5 separate regions of the Mus musculus genome follow, and regions 2, 3, 4 and 5 are each linked to region 1. A link is a contact called in public Hi-C, HiChIP or PLAC-seq and promoter capture Hi-C data. All regions are on one chromosome and are shown on one strand. The core of a region is the stretch at or near the end of the contact, and the rest is flanking DNA. Distances in the headings are between cores, read along the strand shown. Region 1 holds the start of Lpp (LIM domain containing preferred translocation partner in lipoma). Region 2 overlaps Lpp (LIM domain containing preferred translocation partner in lipoma). Region 3 overlaps Lpp (LIM domain containing preferred translocation partner in lipoma). Region 4 overlaps Lpp (LIM domain containing preferred translocation partner in lipoma). Region 5 overlaps Gm31814 (a long non-coding RNA gene).

What was found. Promoter capture Hi-C pulls out the DNA fragments that hold promoters and counts their contacts. A called contact is a pair of places that touch in the nucleus more often than the background predicts. HiChIP or PLAC-seq counts read pairs in DNA pulled down with a chosen protein or histone mark.
Region 2: an H3K4me3 HiChIP or PLAC-seq map of bone marrow-derived macrophages shows a contact between it and region 1, with 4 times the contacts expected there. The contact joins the enhancer-like site here to the promoter of Lpp in region 1. A contact is called at or near these places in 3 of 39 promoter capture datasets (the 3T3-L1 cell line and liver), 2 of 484 Hi-C or Micro-C datasets (frontal cortex and uterus), 9 of 115 datasets of contacts at active chromatin or transcription factors (the 230-238 cell line, CD8 T cells, bone marrow-derived dendritic cells and 4 more) and 1 of 9 other capture datasets (liver).
Region 3: a Hi-C map of myocytes shows a contact between it and region 1, with 2.3 times the contacts expected there. The contact joins the enhancer-like site here to the promoter of Lpp in region 1. A contact is called at or near these places in 3 of 39 promoter capture datasets (the 3T3-L1 cell line and liver), 1 of 484 Hi-C or Micro-C datasets (myocytes), 7 of 115 datasets of contacts at active chromatin or transcription factors (the SCID.adh cell line, bone marrow-derived macrophages, double positive thymocytes and 4 more) and 2 of 9 other capture datasets (adipose tissue and liver).
Region 4: a contact with region 1 is called in a promoter capture Hi-C map of hippocampal neurons, with 2.7 times the contacts expected there. The contact joins the enhancer-like site here to the promoter of Lpp in region 1. A contact is called at or near these places in 3 of 39 promoter capture datasets (3T3-L1-derived adipocytes, embryonic stem cells and hippocampal neurons), 1 of 484 Hi-C or Micro-C datasets (ventral hippocampal neurons) and 5 of 115 datasets of contacts at active chromatin or transcription factors (the SCID.adh cell line, bone marrow-derived macrophages, embryonic stem cells and 2 more).
Region 5: a contact with region 1 is called in an H3K4me3 HiChIP or PLAC-seq map of the SCID.adh cell line, with 14 read pairs. The contact joins the enhancer-like site here to the promoter of Lpp in region 1. A contact is called at or near these places in 10 of 39 promoter capture datasets (the 3T3-L1 cell line, 3T3-L1-derived adipocytes, the C10 cell line and 6 more), 2 of 15 datasets of contacts at CTCF or cohesin (the NIH/3T3 cell line and large pre-B cells), 6 of 484 Hi-C or Micro-C datasets (double positive thymocytes, large pre-B cells, liver and 1 more), 5 of 115 datasets of contacts at active chromatin or transcription factors (CD8 T cells, the SCID.adh cell line, bone marrow-derived macrophages and 2 more) and 1 of 9 other capture datasets (liver).

The regions. Positions count from the first base shown.
Region 1 is chr16:24,391,844-24,394,740 of GRCm38.p6, forward strand. Lpp (LIM domain containing preferred translocation partner in lipoma) reads left to right here and starts at 1,507. Exons shown (of 13, transcript NM_178665.5): 1 at 1,507-1,761. It overlaps Lppos (LIM domain containing preferred translocation partner in lipoma, opposite strand), which reads right to left and starts at 1,812. Exons shown (of 2, transcript NR_037954.1): 1 at 1,511-1,812; 2 at 713-1,264.
Region 2 is chr16:24,606,838-24,609,734 of GRCm38.p6, forward strand. It overlaps Lpp (LIM domain containing preferred translocation partner in lipoma), which reads left to right. Exons shown (of 13, transcript NM_178665.5): 5 at 1,279-1,480. The coding sequence starts at 1,288. Among named protein-coding and RNA genes, the nearest start is that of Gm24440, 200 kb to the left of the region's middle. Within about 2 kb of position 1,519, at least 7 of the 459 cell types and tissues checked have an H3K27ac peak or open chromatin away from gene starts, as enhancers often do. A contact at or near this core is called in bone marrow-derived macrophages, where this site is marked.
Region 3 is chr16:24,560,346-24,563,242 of GRCm38.p6, forward strand. All of the region lies in intron 4 of Lpp (LIM domain containing preferred translocation partner in lipoma), which reads left to right. Among named protein-coding and RNA genes, the nearest start is that of Gm24440, 160 kb to the left of the region's middle. Within about 2 kb of position 1,501, at least 13 of the 459 cell types and tissues checked have an H3K27ac peak or open chromatin away from gene starts, as enhancers often do. A contact at or near this core is called in myocytes, where this site is marked.
Region 4 is chr16:24,541,549-24,544,445 of GRCm38.p6, forward strand. The region is part of intron 3 of Lpp (LIM domain containing preferred translocation partner in lipoma); the gene reads left to right. Among named protein-coding and RNA genes, the nearest start is that of Gm24440, 140 kb to the left of the region's middle. Within about 2 kb of position 1,488, at least 24 of the 459 cell types and tissues checked have an H3K27ac peak or open chromatin away from gene starts, as enhancers often do. A contact at or near this core is called in hippocampal neurons and ventral hippocampal neurons, where this site is marked.
Region 5 is chr16:24,258,319-24,261,215 of GRCm38.p6, forward strand. The region is part of intron 1 of Gm31814 (a long non-coding RNA gene); the gene reads right to left. Among named protein-coding and RNA genes, the nearest start is that of Gm31814, 3.4 kb to the right of the region's middle. Within about 2 kb of position 1,458, at least 9 of the 459 cell types and tissues checked have an H3K27ac peak or open chromatin away from gene starts, as enhancers often do. A contact at or near this core is called in the SCID.adh cell line, where this site is marked.

The DNA.
Region 1 (2,897 bases), core at 257-2,756:
GAACGCACAGGTACCCGTGTTCTCTCCTGCTGTAATCCTACTTTTGAGTGTGTGTAGCTGGAAAACTTGGGAGGGCAAAGGGGTTAAGCAGTTTGGCCCCAGAAGTGTTTGAATTTTGAAGACTGCCGGAGAAATGTTCAATACATGTTAAGTACAGGAGTACGTACTTTGACACTTAGTCCGAAAGGTTCATCAAAATATAACCGGAGAAGAGGCACGTTGGAGCGTCCCCACCCCTGAAGTCCCTGGTGTACTTTTTCTGTCTGCATGACTGAGTTAGGCTGTAGAAGGTGAGGGCCCACGGTGGTGGAAGGTGGCTTGAGAGTGGGAAGGTCAGGGGCATGCTCAGACAGCTGTGTTGTGCAGGTCATGTTATGGTATTTTCCTTAGATCCTACCCAACCCAATCAAAGACCAGAATGGGTGGTTGTGTTATTAGCATGGGTTGAAGTTGTTTGGGAGACTGGGGTAAAGCAAAGGATACAGGATAGAAACACCCACACCCCCACCCACACACCCACACCCAAATCTGTGTTTTTGGTTAGTTTGTGACAGTGTCTATGTAAACCTCTCTTGTGCCGGGATGAAAAGCGTTCACTACTGAGGGCCAGAGGGCTTCCAGTGTCTCCTAGCCGGAATCTTAACCTAGTAAAAGGGGTTCTCATCGTTGCTCACTTTTACAAATATCAAACACAAAATATCCAAACCCAACCTTCCAAGAACAGGCTTGTCTTTATTCAAACCAGTTCACCCAGTTCGTGTATTTTCTTTTTTTAAGCTGTAAGAACAGAGCAAGCTTTCTGGTTGGTTTTCCGGCAGGGCAGGGTTGGGAAGCAAAAGTTAAACTCCAAAGGTTCTTGTCTTTGAACAAAGGACAGGAAGTTGCCCTGAAGCACTCGATTGCCATTGTTTCTCAAGGCTTGTCAACCACAACCTTCCAGGAACTGGGGTTAGTCACTTCAGTGGGTCAAGTCATCTGCCTAGCTCTAACTTGGGTCTAAGCTCACAGTTAGAGGCCGGGTCGTGCCTGGAGGCGGAAACCCAGCTAAGAGTAGAATACTGGCTCCTCTCCACGGGGCAGGACTGGGTCAGGTCCCAGCTTCGGAGCTCTCCTGTGCGAAGGGAACTGAAGTTGCTCTCTACCATCCCGGACTTCTGAGTCCTGCTGGAGTCCTGGGCGGGGCTCCGACGAGGCTCTTAGGGTGGGGGGTGGGGTGTTCCATGGCAGGATCTCTTTGCTCAAGCTCAGCTTTCCAATCTGTCGTCTGCAGAACAGACCCGAGTTGTGCCGGTTTCTCGACTTCCTCCTGCATCTCCTTCCTCTTCCTCCAGTGGAGGCAGATCCCTCTTTTCCTTCCTCTTCCCATGCTCCCTGTACCCCCTCCTCCCCCCGCGTCCCCTCCTCCAGGAAGTGCATTGCCCAGGGTCACCCACCTCGAGCCGCCGCTGCCCCCCGCGCCCCCTCCCCGTCCGGCTAGTGCGGCGGCCCGCGGGCACACGCCTCCCCATACCTTACATGGACAAATGCGTGCAGGCAAAGTCAGGAATTCAGGCCCCTGACGTCAGCCTCCAGCGCTCAGGGCACCGCACGGGAGACCGCGGGGAGGGGGTGGGGAGGAAGGAGGGGGAGAGCACCAACCAGCAGCCACTCCCGGCCTGCTGCTGAAGTTTCACTTTTTGTCTGTGGGTTCGCTCCCGGGGCCCGCTCGAGCTTTCCCGGGATAAGTAGCGTTAGCGGCGGGGGAGAGCCGGCCGCTGCAAGGTAAGGGCCGGCAGCGGGGCCGGGCACCGGGGAGGACGCGGGCCGGGCGGAGCGGGCCGCTGCGGGCCGCGGGCCGGGCCGGGACAATGGGAGGGGGAGTGCCCGGCACCTCCTCCTCCGCCCGAGCCTCCGCCTCCAGCCGTCGCGGCCGCCGCTGCCCGGTCCACCTCCTCCCCCAGGTATCGTAGCGAAGGCTTCCTCCCGCAGCCTCGGCCCGCGGGCGCCGCTCGACCCCCCGACCCCCCGGGGGACGGGCCGCTGAGGGTGGTGGGGAGCGCGGGGCGCCCTGCTCCGCCCCGCCCGCCGCGGAAGTGCGGGTCCCCGGCCGGGAAGCGGGGGTGCACGCCGTGGGGGAGGGGCGGATGCGGGAGTCCCCAGCGCGCCCCCGGCCCGGGCCTTTCTGGGTGCCCAGGGGGCGGGGCCGCGCCCGGTGGCTTCGAGCTTTCGTGGAATCCCAGTTGTCACCGCGGAAAGGGCCTAGGGACCCAGTGACTCGGAGTCTTCCCATTTTACAGTCAGGGCAGGCGAGGCAAAGAGAGGCAGGCTTTCCTGGAAGTCATCCCTGGAAGGTGGAGCCAGGTTAAGATCGGTGGCTCCGGACCTCTGCTCCCCTGCTGCCTTTTTAAAATTTTTTAAAAAATTTATTAATTAATTTATCTTTTTGTAAGCGGTTGTGGAGTCTCCACTGCTTTTAAGCACTGTAGGTTACAGAGGCCAAACTTTGCCCTCTGGGAGCGCTCACTGGAACGCAGGAGCCTAACCTGACTCAAAGTAGGAAGGGCCAAATCCTGGAGAGAACGCAAAGATCAGGTTTTTTTATGGGAGTTCGCGGAAGGACTTTTCTTATTTTGGCCTCCATGGCCGGACCCGAAATCCCAGAGGGGCCTGTGATTGACTCCTTTGAAGGATAGGGAGTTTTCTTAAGTAAAAAAGGCGAGGCCTTTCGTGTCAGGGAGGCAGCTGCAGACCAGAGAAGGCTAAATAAGGGTGGGGAGTGGGCGTGGGTGGAATTGTGTTCGTGGCTTGGGGTGGGAGTATGACAGGAGACCGTGTCAGTGGAGTTGTGGCTTGGGTACTTGGACAGGGCAGTGTAAACTGTTTCTGGCCTTCTTTCTCTTTAGGAAGGGGGTCCACTG
Region 2 (2,897 bases), core at 269-2,768, 220 kb after region 1:
TACAGTCCCTGTCTTTTTGTATAGGCTCATAGTTCTCTAATATTTGTATTTCTGTGCACATACACAGGGACCGAGAAGGAAGAGTGGGTTCTGATGCCAGAGGGAAACCAGTATCACCATTGGCTTCAAGCCCCTATGTCTTTATCTCTTTTCTTTCCCTTTTTAAAATCCAGAGTTGTTACCATAGAGTGACACCTGTTTCCTGCTATGTAAAATGACCAATAATTCTCGCTCATTCTCTATGAGAATAGAGGTACACCCACCCCACTTTCATTGCAATGGACAGTATATGCATAAAGTCCTTTAATGTTATTGTATTGGTTTTCTTAAAATCTCTGTGATTAAGGAGGCCAGGAATGTCTCAGTCATAACTTTGACCAGGCCCTCATTTAGGGCTCCTGATCATACTGCTTGTCCGTGGAGTGAGAACATGTGAATTCCCAGCAAGCATGCTACTGTGTCACCTCCTCCTTCTCTCGCAATTGCTTTGTGACATGCTGAGGTCTTCATTTGTTCCTCCATTTGCTGCATGCTTTGTCGCTGTAGACATCTGGAGATAATCATGTAGCCCTCTTAATTAATTCAGTTCAATTAATAAATTACAAGGTAGATTTGGGGCTAGGAGTGGGTACCGGGCACCTTCCGGCCTCCCTGTGCTGGAGAGCTCTTGCAATCAGGCCTGGAGAGCTCTCCTCACCTAGTCTGTAAGACTCTTCCCCAGCAGGTAGGCTGCCGGCAGTGGTGATTGGCGTATCCTGACAGAGAACTCAACTTTCTCTTCACACCGAGTGGATACTCTGATGGAGCAGTGTCTGGGCTGGGTTGGTTATCCCTCATGGAGTTAAAGTAATTTTTTCCAGTTTCTCAGCTTAGTTAGGTGTTACTGGCCATTTCCCTGATTTGCAGGTTCACCATTGGATTGCTGCTGTTGAATATTCTTTGTCTATTCATATACATGTTAGTGTATGTCTCACGTGTTTTGGCAAACAGTGCCTCTGTGCCCCTGCCCCTTTCCAAGTGCCTCTTAGGGTTGGGGATGGGGCAGAGCCTGCATTATACAAAGGACATTTTAAAGTATGCTTCATGTATCTGCTAATGAAATAAATGTTCACTGTTTCTCTAATGCCCGCTGGGTAAATCGAGGATCAACTCTGTGTGCAGAGGTGTCCCTGGCCCCATCACCCATTCCAGCACTTTGATCAACTGCCTTCCTTTTCATATGGCTCTCCAGCCACACTAAACACAGTGTTGTCTGTTTTTCTGTTTTTCTAACTGCAGATTTCCACAATGTCTCACCCATCTTGGCTGCCACCCAAAAGCACTGGTGAGCCTCTTGGCCACGTGCCTGCACGGATGGAGACCACCCATTCTTTTGGGAACCCCAGTATCTCAGTGTCAACACAACAGCCACCCAAGAAGTATGCTCCAGTTGTTGCTCCGAAACCCAAGTATAACCCATACAAGCAGCCTGGAGGAGAGGGTGAGTTCTGGTGACTAGAGTGGGAAATGAGCGTAAAAGATGTGATTTGCTGTAGAGTTGTGTTGGTCGTTTCTCATTATATTTCCTACAGTTTATGAAGTGTCCGGTTTTCCCCAGCTCCCTATTGTCAGTTACACCAACTGCATTTCAGAAACAAAGAGGTTAAATCTCACAGAGTTGGGTTCGTAAAGTAATAAATATCTAGGATAATACATATCCATTGCTATTTATTACTCTAAAACAGAAACATGACCTTTTCAAGTGTGACTCAGAACCTTTCTATAGCCTTATACTCATCCTTCCCTATTCTTCTGTGGGGATATGTTCACCACCCAGTGTAGCTATCAGGCAAGTGCCAAAATGTCACCAAGCAATAGTCCAGTGAGAAAGCATTAGGACACAAACCCTGTGAAATCCCTGGGACCCTGCTGCTGCTTACTCTCTCCCTGGGAGAAGACTGTCCTTGGAGGCCCTGGGTGTTGAAGTCCTAGATGGTTCAGAGCAAACCTTAGTTGCAGTGGTTTTTACTAGCAATGTATTCATTTTACATCAAGTGGATTTTGAATGTCTAGATGAGCTGAGCATCCAGTGTGTGGTTATACTGTGGCTCTCACATTAACAAAGTTGAGCAGTACAGTCTTTGTGGTAGAAGAGACTCCGTATTTATCCCAGTCATGTCACGAGCTCCTTCACACCCATGAAGCAGTAACCTAAGACTAATATATAGAACAGTGTAAGACTTCTAGAAGCTGAGAACAGAAGATGTGCGCTCACAAGATTTCATCTCTTTCTCGATTTTGTGCCCCATCTATCTTCTCAAAAATGACTGTTCTGTTTCTACAGTTGCCATCATTGTGTTCTTAGATACATCTTTTGTATTTGTTGTAGCAATGTTGTGGGGACCTATGTTATGCCCTGTAGTGTTGCCTCTTCTCTCTGTTTTTTTTTTTTTTTTTTTTTTTTTTGAGTCCTTCCCACCTCCCAGCAACCACATCATTAATCCACCCGTTTACCTAGGCCTTTGGCCTCCTGGTGTTTTAGGACTCTTTTCAGAAACAAGATACACATGTCTTGCTTGTGCTAACAAGCTGCAGGCTAAGAGGTTATGAGAAGAAAGGCCAGGCCTCTCTCTATACTGGGTGTTGTGGATCTTTAGGAGTCTCTGTGTGTCCTTCCCTTCGCATTGTCAAGGCATGAGCATGCCTTTCTGGAAAACGTGCTTGCTGTCCATGGACTTCCTGACCCCAGTGTCTGGGCTGGAAGCTTCCACACCCATGTAGGACACTGAACTTCTGCAGGTGACTATGGTCCTTGTGAAGCTGGTTTGCACTGGCTTATTCTCCTCTAAGGGCTGTAGGGTTCATCCTTACTGAAGAGGAGGGAGAGCCAAGGGGTGGCTTCCTGGTTTGTTTCCTTA
Region 3 (2,897 bases), core at 251-2,750, 170 kb after region 1:
TAGAAAGCTAAGATTGGATCATTTACAATGCTGTAATCATTTGTTTCATAGACTATTGTGTTAATAACATCAGTCAGTGTACTATTTCAGTGACGATGAATTGCAAACCTGACCTCACACAGTTCTTTAAAAAAAGTTAAAATTGGTTGCTACTGCCCCGTAATCACAGAAATTACCAATTTATAATCAAATAGAAATTATAGTTTTAGTCTAATATGATATTTAAAGCTAATATTTATCAAATAGAGTAAATGTGAAGCAGGTGGGTGACAGGAATTGAGAAATTTCTAGAATTAACACAGTTGTGAGTCTAGTTGGATTTTTTTTAGTTCTATTGAAGGAAATGCTGTAAAGAAATGTGTATTCAGAAATATATGACATACATATATACATACATATATATGTATATATATCTTTTAGTCTTACTGTGTTATACACAATGTCTCCACAAAAACTTGTTTTTAACATGTCATTTTCATGGACAAATATGTCCAATGAAAACTTCTTGAAGGCATCTCTTGTTTTAGTTTTTGATTGTCCCTATGACATGTACCTTTAAGTCAGAAAGGAAGGGAGACAATATCCCCCCATTCTCTGACACTGATATAGCACTAACTTTCAGGGGACCTGGTCAACTCATCCACTATCAACATCCTAACAAAGAAGTAGAACCCTCTTCTGTCCTTTGACTAATCCAGGGTGAACCATTTCACCAGCTAGGACAGCTCAGAGTGCTAAACCCAGAGGGGATTTAAAAAGTGAAACTGCCTGAATTTTCTACTTCAGAGATCTAGAGAGCTGCTCCTCCAAGGCCTTCACCTATCACGTACCTATTTCCTTAGCTTCCATTTATTAAATGCTGATACAGCAAGTTTTGAGGATCATCTAGTTAACTGTATTCACTTTCCTACCGAAATCCATCTCAAGACAAAGAGATATTTTAATTAAACCTTGAAAAGTTACAGTGACTGTTCTTTAAAATGGGAAATCAAGCATCTCTCTCTTTCTCTCTTTCCCTACCTACTTATTTACCTATCTGCCTATCTCTCCATCTATCTACTGACATCTACCTACCTCATCTGTCTGTCTGTCTGCCTCCCTGCCCGCCTGCCTGTCTGTCAGTCAGTTTTTCTGTCTCTGTATTGGTTTGTCAGTCATCTGTCGAGCAATGTAATCCCTGTCTTTTGGATTTATAAACTGGTGTGAACTGAAGGATAGAATGGTTTCAACCTTTGAAAGATGGAGGACTAAGTGTTCTGGGAGCATGACATAAACATGTACAACAGTCTTGTGGTAAAAATGGGTATTAGTGGGAATGATACCGAACAACAGTCAGTCCATAATTAGACTTGACAGTGAACGTGTCAGCAGATATCAATGAGTGTAATCATTGTTTTCCCTCTGCTTTTGATCTTGGCCCATCACTGTGGTGTGTTCCTTGTCCCATTTCCAAACCAAATCTATTTAAAGCTGCACTTCACGGGGTTTGAAATCATACACCCTGTTTACTCTTAAAGAGCATGAGGTATCATTTCCAAATAGTTGGTCTCTGTACTACAAGAGCTACTCTGGCCTCCTGCAGACCATTGGCTATCTCCATTTTCTACATGACTCGTTAGAGGAATAATACATAATTAATTCTCATGGACTTATTTATATTGCCCTATGAAATGTTAATTTTCATTTTTGGGAAATTGCCTTGAATAAGATTAATCAGCCACTCGTTTTGTTCTTTTCTTTTCTTTTTTTTTTTTTTTTTTTGTGAAGATAGTAGCTGTAATCTTGCGTGCACTTATTCTTTGTTACTTGGGTAGATTAGGTTCACATTGCTTTGCAGAGTGAAGCAGTGAGCTCTGTGTGTCCTGTGGGCTAGAAGCAGCGAGAATATCCTCAGTCCTGATATGACCTTGGGCAGCGCATCCTCCCTCTCTGAGGTCATCTTATCACCTGCTTATCAATAGACAAAGGTGTCCCAGTTGATCGTGTTTTGTCATGCTGAATGGTCTAGTAACTAGAATATTATCTTCCTCTTCTGCCATGTTTCCAAAATCCTTTGACTTCATCACAGAGCCTTGTGTGGAAAATTGGTATTCTGTTTAGCTCTTGATTCTTTGATCTAACAGAGAACAGTTGCTGATTGGGCTTTAGAGTATATGTATGCTGTAATTGTATATTAGACTCTTGACTGTTGCTCGCTTCAGCAACATGCCGTTTCAGGTTAGACAGGAAGGGAGTCAGTCTTCCTCTAGGGCAGTAGTTCTTACCCTTCCAAAAGCTGCAGCCTTTTAATACAGTCCTCATGCTGTGGTGACCCTCAACTATAAAATTATTTTCATTGTTTCTTCCTAACTGTAATTTTGCTACTGTTCTGAATCCCAATGTAAATATTTTTAGAGATAAATGGTTGCCAAACAGGGTGCGACCCACAGGTTGAGAAAGGCTATGTGATAATGCTATCTTATGTCTCATTTTAGAGTAACTGAGAAACTTACTCATTATTAATACCATTAAGTAAAGGCAAATTTCTCTTCTGTTATTTGATTTATCCAGTGTGAATAATCAGTCTTATTGGTACAAACAAGTCAGAATGTCTTTTAAAACCAGAGGGAATTTTTTTATTAGATATTTTCTTCATTTACATTTCAAATGCATCCCTTTACTGGTTTCCTCTACAAAAGTCGCCTATACCCTCCTCCCACCCCAGCCCTGCTCCCCAACTCACCCACTCCTGCTTCTTGGCCCTGCCATTCCCCTGTACTGGGGCATAGAATCTTCGAAATATCTTACGAGTTAATCTACCCAACATTTCTAACTTGAGAGTTGGGAAATTTTGAGATCGTGGAGGAAATCTAATTGGTTCCAGGTGTTAGTGCCAATGGTAGACCAAATTGTGTTTG
Region 4 (2,897 bases), core at 238-2,737, 150 kb after region 1:
CTTCAAAAGTGAGGGTCCCTTTCTCATATCCTTGCAGCAAACACACCACTATGTATAAGCACAATTATTTCGTGGCCGAAAACGTTATGAAATTTGAAGTTAAGCTTGGGGCATGGAAGAGCCCGGTGCCAGTAGAAAGGATTCTTCATCAGCCTTGATGAGTCTCGAGAATGGATGGACTGTGCAATACTCAAGCCGTGTTCTAGGTATAAAGTGAATGCCAGCTTCCTCTAAAGCAGCTATTCTGCCTTCAGTCAGTCCCTCTCCTGCTGCTAGACTCTGCATAAGAATCCATCATCTCACATACAGTAAAAAAGAAGCCCTGCTTTGAAGCTTAGTGTCCCTAGCGAGCATGCCATTGGCCCCTAGGCAGAGTGCAAGATAGGCTCATGCCTTTTGTGTTCCCTGCATAAAGGAGTCCGACTGATACAGATGTGATTCCAAATGTTATGTAATGTCTGTGAGCATCAACCTGCCATTTGTTAAATAAAAGTGAATTTCTTATCAGATTAGAAGACAGTACATAAAACTGGCAGAAAATAAGCACTTAACAAATGACTGTTGTTTTTGTTATTATCTATAACCATAACCATTTCCCATGGCTCTAGACTTTTATCTAGATGAAATATTCATTGTGAAAGTCTCCTACCCTGGATAGAACCTATATACTTGTATAGTAATAAAATATCATTGAAGAACAGAACCTATATTTCTATAGTTTAGTAATTTTTGTTCACAGAATTCTTCCTTTAGCTCTGAACTGTTAATATATTTTGATTTTTCACCTCGTTTTTTTTAATAGTCTGCTTAAGACTACCGTAATCTAAATGCTTGTTCCTTAGTGCAATAACCAGATGATCAATGAACTCGGTCATTTCATTCTCATTGATAGATTGCTAATCTATATTTTTATCTTCCTCTTGTTTTAGACTGTCAGATCCTTCAGGGTAGGACCCCCGTCTGCTTACTACATCTATACCCTACCTTGTAGAAAATCCCCTACTGTAGTTACTTTCTCTTAGGAAGCTTTGATTAGAAAGCGGTTGGATCCAAGAGAATGCCACTTGAAAACAGCTCTACATGAAACAGAACCTCTGTCATCACTGATTCTAGGTATATCCCGAAGAAACAATCAACTTTTTTTCCTCTTTAGTTTAATAGGGGTGTTGAGGTCTGTTCTAGAACTTGCTTTTCTGCCTCTGGTTATAGATGAAGATCCGGGATTTACCTGGCTGATCTTGGTGGGATGTTCTTGAATGGTACTTGGCTGGGAACAAACACTTTCTATACCTCCAGTTGGATGTTTCGTGTGGCTAGAAATATCAGACCTTCTGACTTTTACGTTCGTTTTGCGCACATTGGTGATGTGCGTATAAGAACCTTTTATTACTATGGACTTAGCCAGCAGTAACCATGGTGAGTAGACCCATCACACAGCATTTTTTTCTGAGTCAGTTTAAAATGCTGACAATTAAATATACCGTACTCTTTTAAGCAATCCATCAGTCTCCCCTGTTGTCATGGTGACCGGAGTATATTTAGAAATGTGACAAGTACACTGAGTTCAATTGCACTTTTGCCAAAACATAGTTTTGCAGCTAAAATTGAATTTCCTGATTGAAGATCCAAGTGCTGTTAAGGGGGATGATCGTTTCCATACATTAGTCTACAAGTCTAATGTATCATCCTGTTAACTCAGCCCTTGAGGCCCCATCATGCTATGGAGGCAATGCTAGCTGAACTGATTCTACTTTCAGTTAATGAGGAAAAGTCAAATAAAGGGGTCGCTGTGCTTTTTCCTTTACAAGTGAAATTACACCTGAGTGATATAATTACTTTAATGATTACCTCCTTTTGTATTTATCTATGAATTCTGTGTGACTTTTGTAGAGTCTCTTCCGCAGCATTGTGTTTCTAATCTAGGGAATTTATCAGGGTTCTCGTCCTCACTTTTCTGCTTATAATCTATTCTTAGAAAAATGAGAACATCTTTTTGTCTTTGGCTCTGACCTTGGATACAGAAGCATCCTTACGTTCCTTCATCTTATTCTTTTTGGATTTAAAAAGAAGTATAGGGTTGTTGTTGAAAAAGACGTTTTTAGTCAAAGGAGAGGGGAGAAAAGTTCTGCCTTCTCTGTGAACTTGGTTGGATCCTCAATTCCTTCTCCTCCTTTCTCTTCTCAGTGCAGGGCTGAGTAAGACCATGGTTTTGAGCTCCGTGCTCACTAGACCACATCAGCTGTGGAACATTCTTAGTTGCTGGGTCATCGTCAAAATCCTGGTTTCATTTCTGGCTAAATTGTAAGTCTTCTGCTCTTGAGTTGAGAAATCACTGCTCCTGGACCATCCTTGTTCTCTCGGAATATTTTTGTTCCATAAAGTAATAGGTTTCTCTTCTGTATCTAACTCAGTGTGTCCACAATTGAAGCACATTTTGAACCTCTGATTATAGTTAGACAGTCTTGATCTGTTTTGAGAACATTGAATATAAGCTTTCTTGGTAAGAAATATCTTAGATAAAATAGCAATGGGCATGATACGATGAGTGTTTCCACATTGGTTCTCTGGTGTTATTCATTGGCTCTGCATTGCATCTTACAAGGCATCTTCAACATTCTTACTTTACAATAAGAAAGCAGGCTCTGAATCATGAACATGAGGATAGCTATGTTAATACTGGCAACTGTATTCTGATCAGGGTGGATGTGTAACAAGTGTTTCTAGGAAGATAAACAGTGTAGGATAGTTTTATTAAGCAATGGTCTATTGCATGGGGAGTTTATATAGAGTAGTTGTTTTAGAGGGCCTGTGAAATAGCAGTTCCCTAAGGATAAACAGGTAGCAAATATTTTTCTCCTCCTGGTTTTAGAATCTAAAGAAATGTACTCAACAAGGAG
Region 5 (2,897 bases), core at 208-2,707, 130 kb before region 1:
AACAGCTGAAGGCCGGGGACAAAACTCAGCAGCATTGCTTGACTACATTGACATAACACTATGGGAAGGGGAAATATGGCAGCAAGAATCTCCTAAACTCAGGTGCAGGCCAGGAACAAGGCCACATGACTCCAACCTGCAGCCCAAGTGGATTTTGAGGTGATGACTACTGGTTCTGACTGTTGTGGTGGTCACACAAATCTACACCTGACCAACCCCCCCCCCCTTCTGGTGTTCCAAGACAGGGTTTCTCGGTGTAGTCCTGACTGTCCCAGAACTCACTCAGTAGGCCAGGCTAGCCTCCAAATCAGAGCTCCACGTGACCAGGCTCCTGAGTGCTGGGATTAAAGTGGACATGTACTTCTACAGCCCCGCCTTCTCTAGGCAGGCTTTTCCTATGTGGCCTCATACTGATAGACTCACTCTGGATGACCCATTCTAATTTTACAGAACTAACTTTCAATGTAATTACATCTGTGTCTGCCTATCAAATTTAATGGTTGGCTCTTGCTACATTGACTTGCTATAAAACATGTATCAAAAGTTAAATATGGTTGGCACTAGGGTTGAATATGACTGTTAGTATTAGATATAATATGATTATCATTCTTCTGGGTAAATAGCTACATAAATCTTTAAACTTCAAAGATGGCCTTGCCGGACCAGAGATTTTCATTCAGGATTTTGTTTGTTTGTTTGTTTGTTTGTTTTTGTTTTATTTTGGGGGGGGGTCTCTCCTTTTTTTTTCTCCTTCCCAATGTCTTTAGGCCCTTCCAGATCTGTCTCAAGTATGTTTTAAAAGTCTTGATAAATTTGTCAAGATATCCTTCAGAAAAAAATGGTGTCAAATTTCATTGCCAGAAGTCAGGGAGTGCCCAGCTCCCCGTAGCCTGTCTCTTTAGTCATATTATACTGTGACCATTAGAATTTCAGCTTCCTCAAAATCCTTCTCCATACATGCATGGGGAATGATCTTTGAAAGCTAAAATAACTCTCAAGATCCTGTATGTAAGCTTTAATATACAAGCTGGCCACAGTATGTATATTTGCTTATTGGTTAAAACAAATATCCCATATTTTTCTTAGGCATTAGGTTTTCCTATTTAAAGTTAAAACTCTTTTGAGTTACTGATTTTTCAAGCAATAATCATTAACTCACCACTGAAGCTGTGATCTCCAAATATTTTTAATCAACACAGAAAAACAAAAACAAATAGTCATAACAAGACTTTTTTCATTTTATATTTTTATATTATAGTTTTATATTTTATATGTATATAACTCTCTAATCTAGGCCTTAAGAGATAATAAATGTTGGCATCGCTTATATTTCTGGCTAAAAGGTAAGCATGAATAGAAATTCTAGAATTTTCTGCCCACTCTCCAAAAGTTAGTGTTTTGTGTCACATCAATGAAGAAATGCTTTGTAGATTTGTCTCAAGGGAGGTTCTGTTTAGTACACGGTACCACAGTTGCTGCCTTCATGAGTTCATAGGCCACCTAGGAAAGTGGCAAGAGGGCATCTACACTGGAGGTGTGATAGCTGACAGGGAGAGATTGCTCCCAAAGAGGGAAGACTTAGTCTGAGGACACAGAGGCCCTGCAAGATTATGATAAATTCTAAAAAATGTTGACTTCTGCTCCCTGAGGAAGCCTTTCTCTCTCCCCTGCTCCTCACAGATGCAGCAACCTCACAGGATGTCGGCACAGAGAGGCCGGCTGGGGGACAATCTGTACACCTGCAGTGTGTGACTGTTGGTGGGTTTTTCTTTTGTCTTTTTTTTTTCCTGTTTGTTTAATGTATATATTTTTGCCTTTGGGACATAGTGACACACATTTCTGCTTCAGCAAATGCAATGCCATAGCAAAGGGAAAGACACTCCTTTAGTACAGAAGGCTGAACCTTAGCAAGTTGCTGTCTAATGATCCTTTATTGATTTCTGCTTTGGTGGTGGTGGTGGTGGTGGTGGTGGTGGTGGTGGTAGTGGTTATGGTAGTCTCACTACCTGGCTTGAAATGCCCTATGTAAACCATGTTGGCCTTGAACTCACAGAGATGGCCCTGCCTTTGTTTACTGATTGCTAAAGGCAGACACTACCACAGCAGACGTTTGTTACCTTTAATTATAAGAATTACCCATTCCAGAGAATGACAAGTAAACTTCCAAGACCTTTGACCTTTCCCTGAGTCTAAGGTACCCAGTAAGATCTGGATTGCCTGCCTGCCTGTTTGTCTGTCTGTCTGTTTGTACCATAGAATTTTCTCTTAGTAAAGAAGGTGGCCATGGCCATGCCCATTGCAGAAGAATTGTTCAGTTCCAGGTCAGTGAGACCCACAGTCTGAGATCTCATCTCACCAGACCGCCAAAGGCAGGTAGGATAAGTTATAGGTGTTTGTGTAAATATTTTGTATAGATAAATGAATATACATTAGAAAACTTTAACACCTTATCTATATAGGTTATCACTATAAAAACATATTGATGCTGTTCATGAATGTGTATTTTTTTTCCTCCTGCCTTTGGGAAATAGGCAGGAGGGAAACTACTTCTCTTTAGACATAGGGTGTTACCCCCCTACTTTAGCCTTTTATTCATTGTGTAAAAGATCAGGCTTGGTTTTCTTGTTCTGTGTTACCTTATTCAAGATAACTTTTTCTAGTTCTATCCATTTACATCTGATAGAAGACTAATATCCAAAATATATAACTAAACAGAAAACAACCTTAGGTATCAAGAAAACAAACCCAATTAAAAACTGGGGTACAGATCTAAACATAATTCTCAAAAGAGAAAACTCAAATGGCTGAGAAATGTTTAAAGAAGTGTTCAGTATCTTCAGTCATCAGGGGAATGAAAATCAAAACTACTTTGCAATTTCATTTACATCCACCAGAAT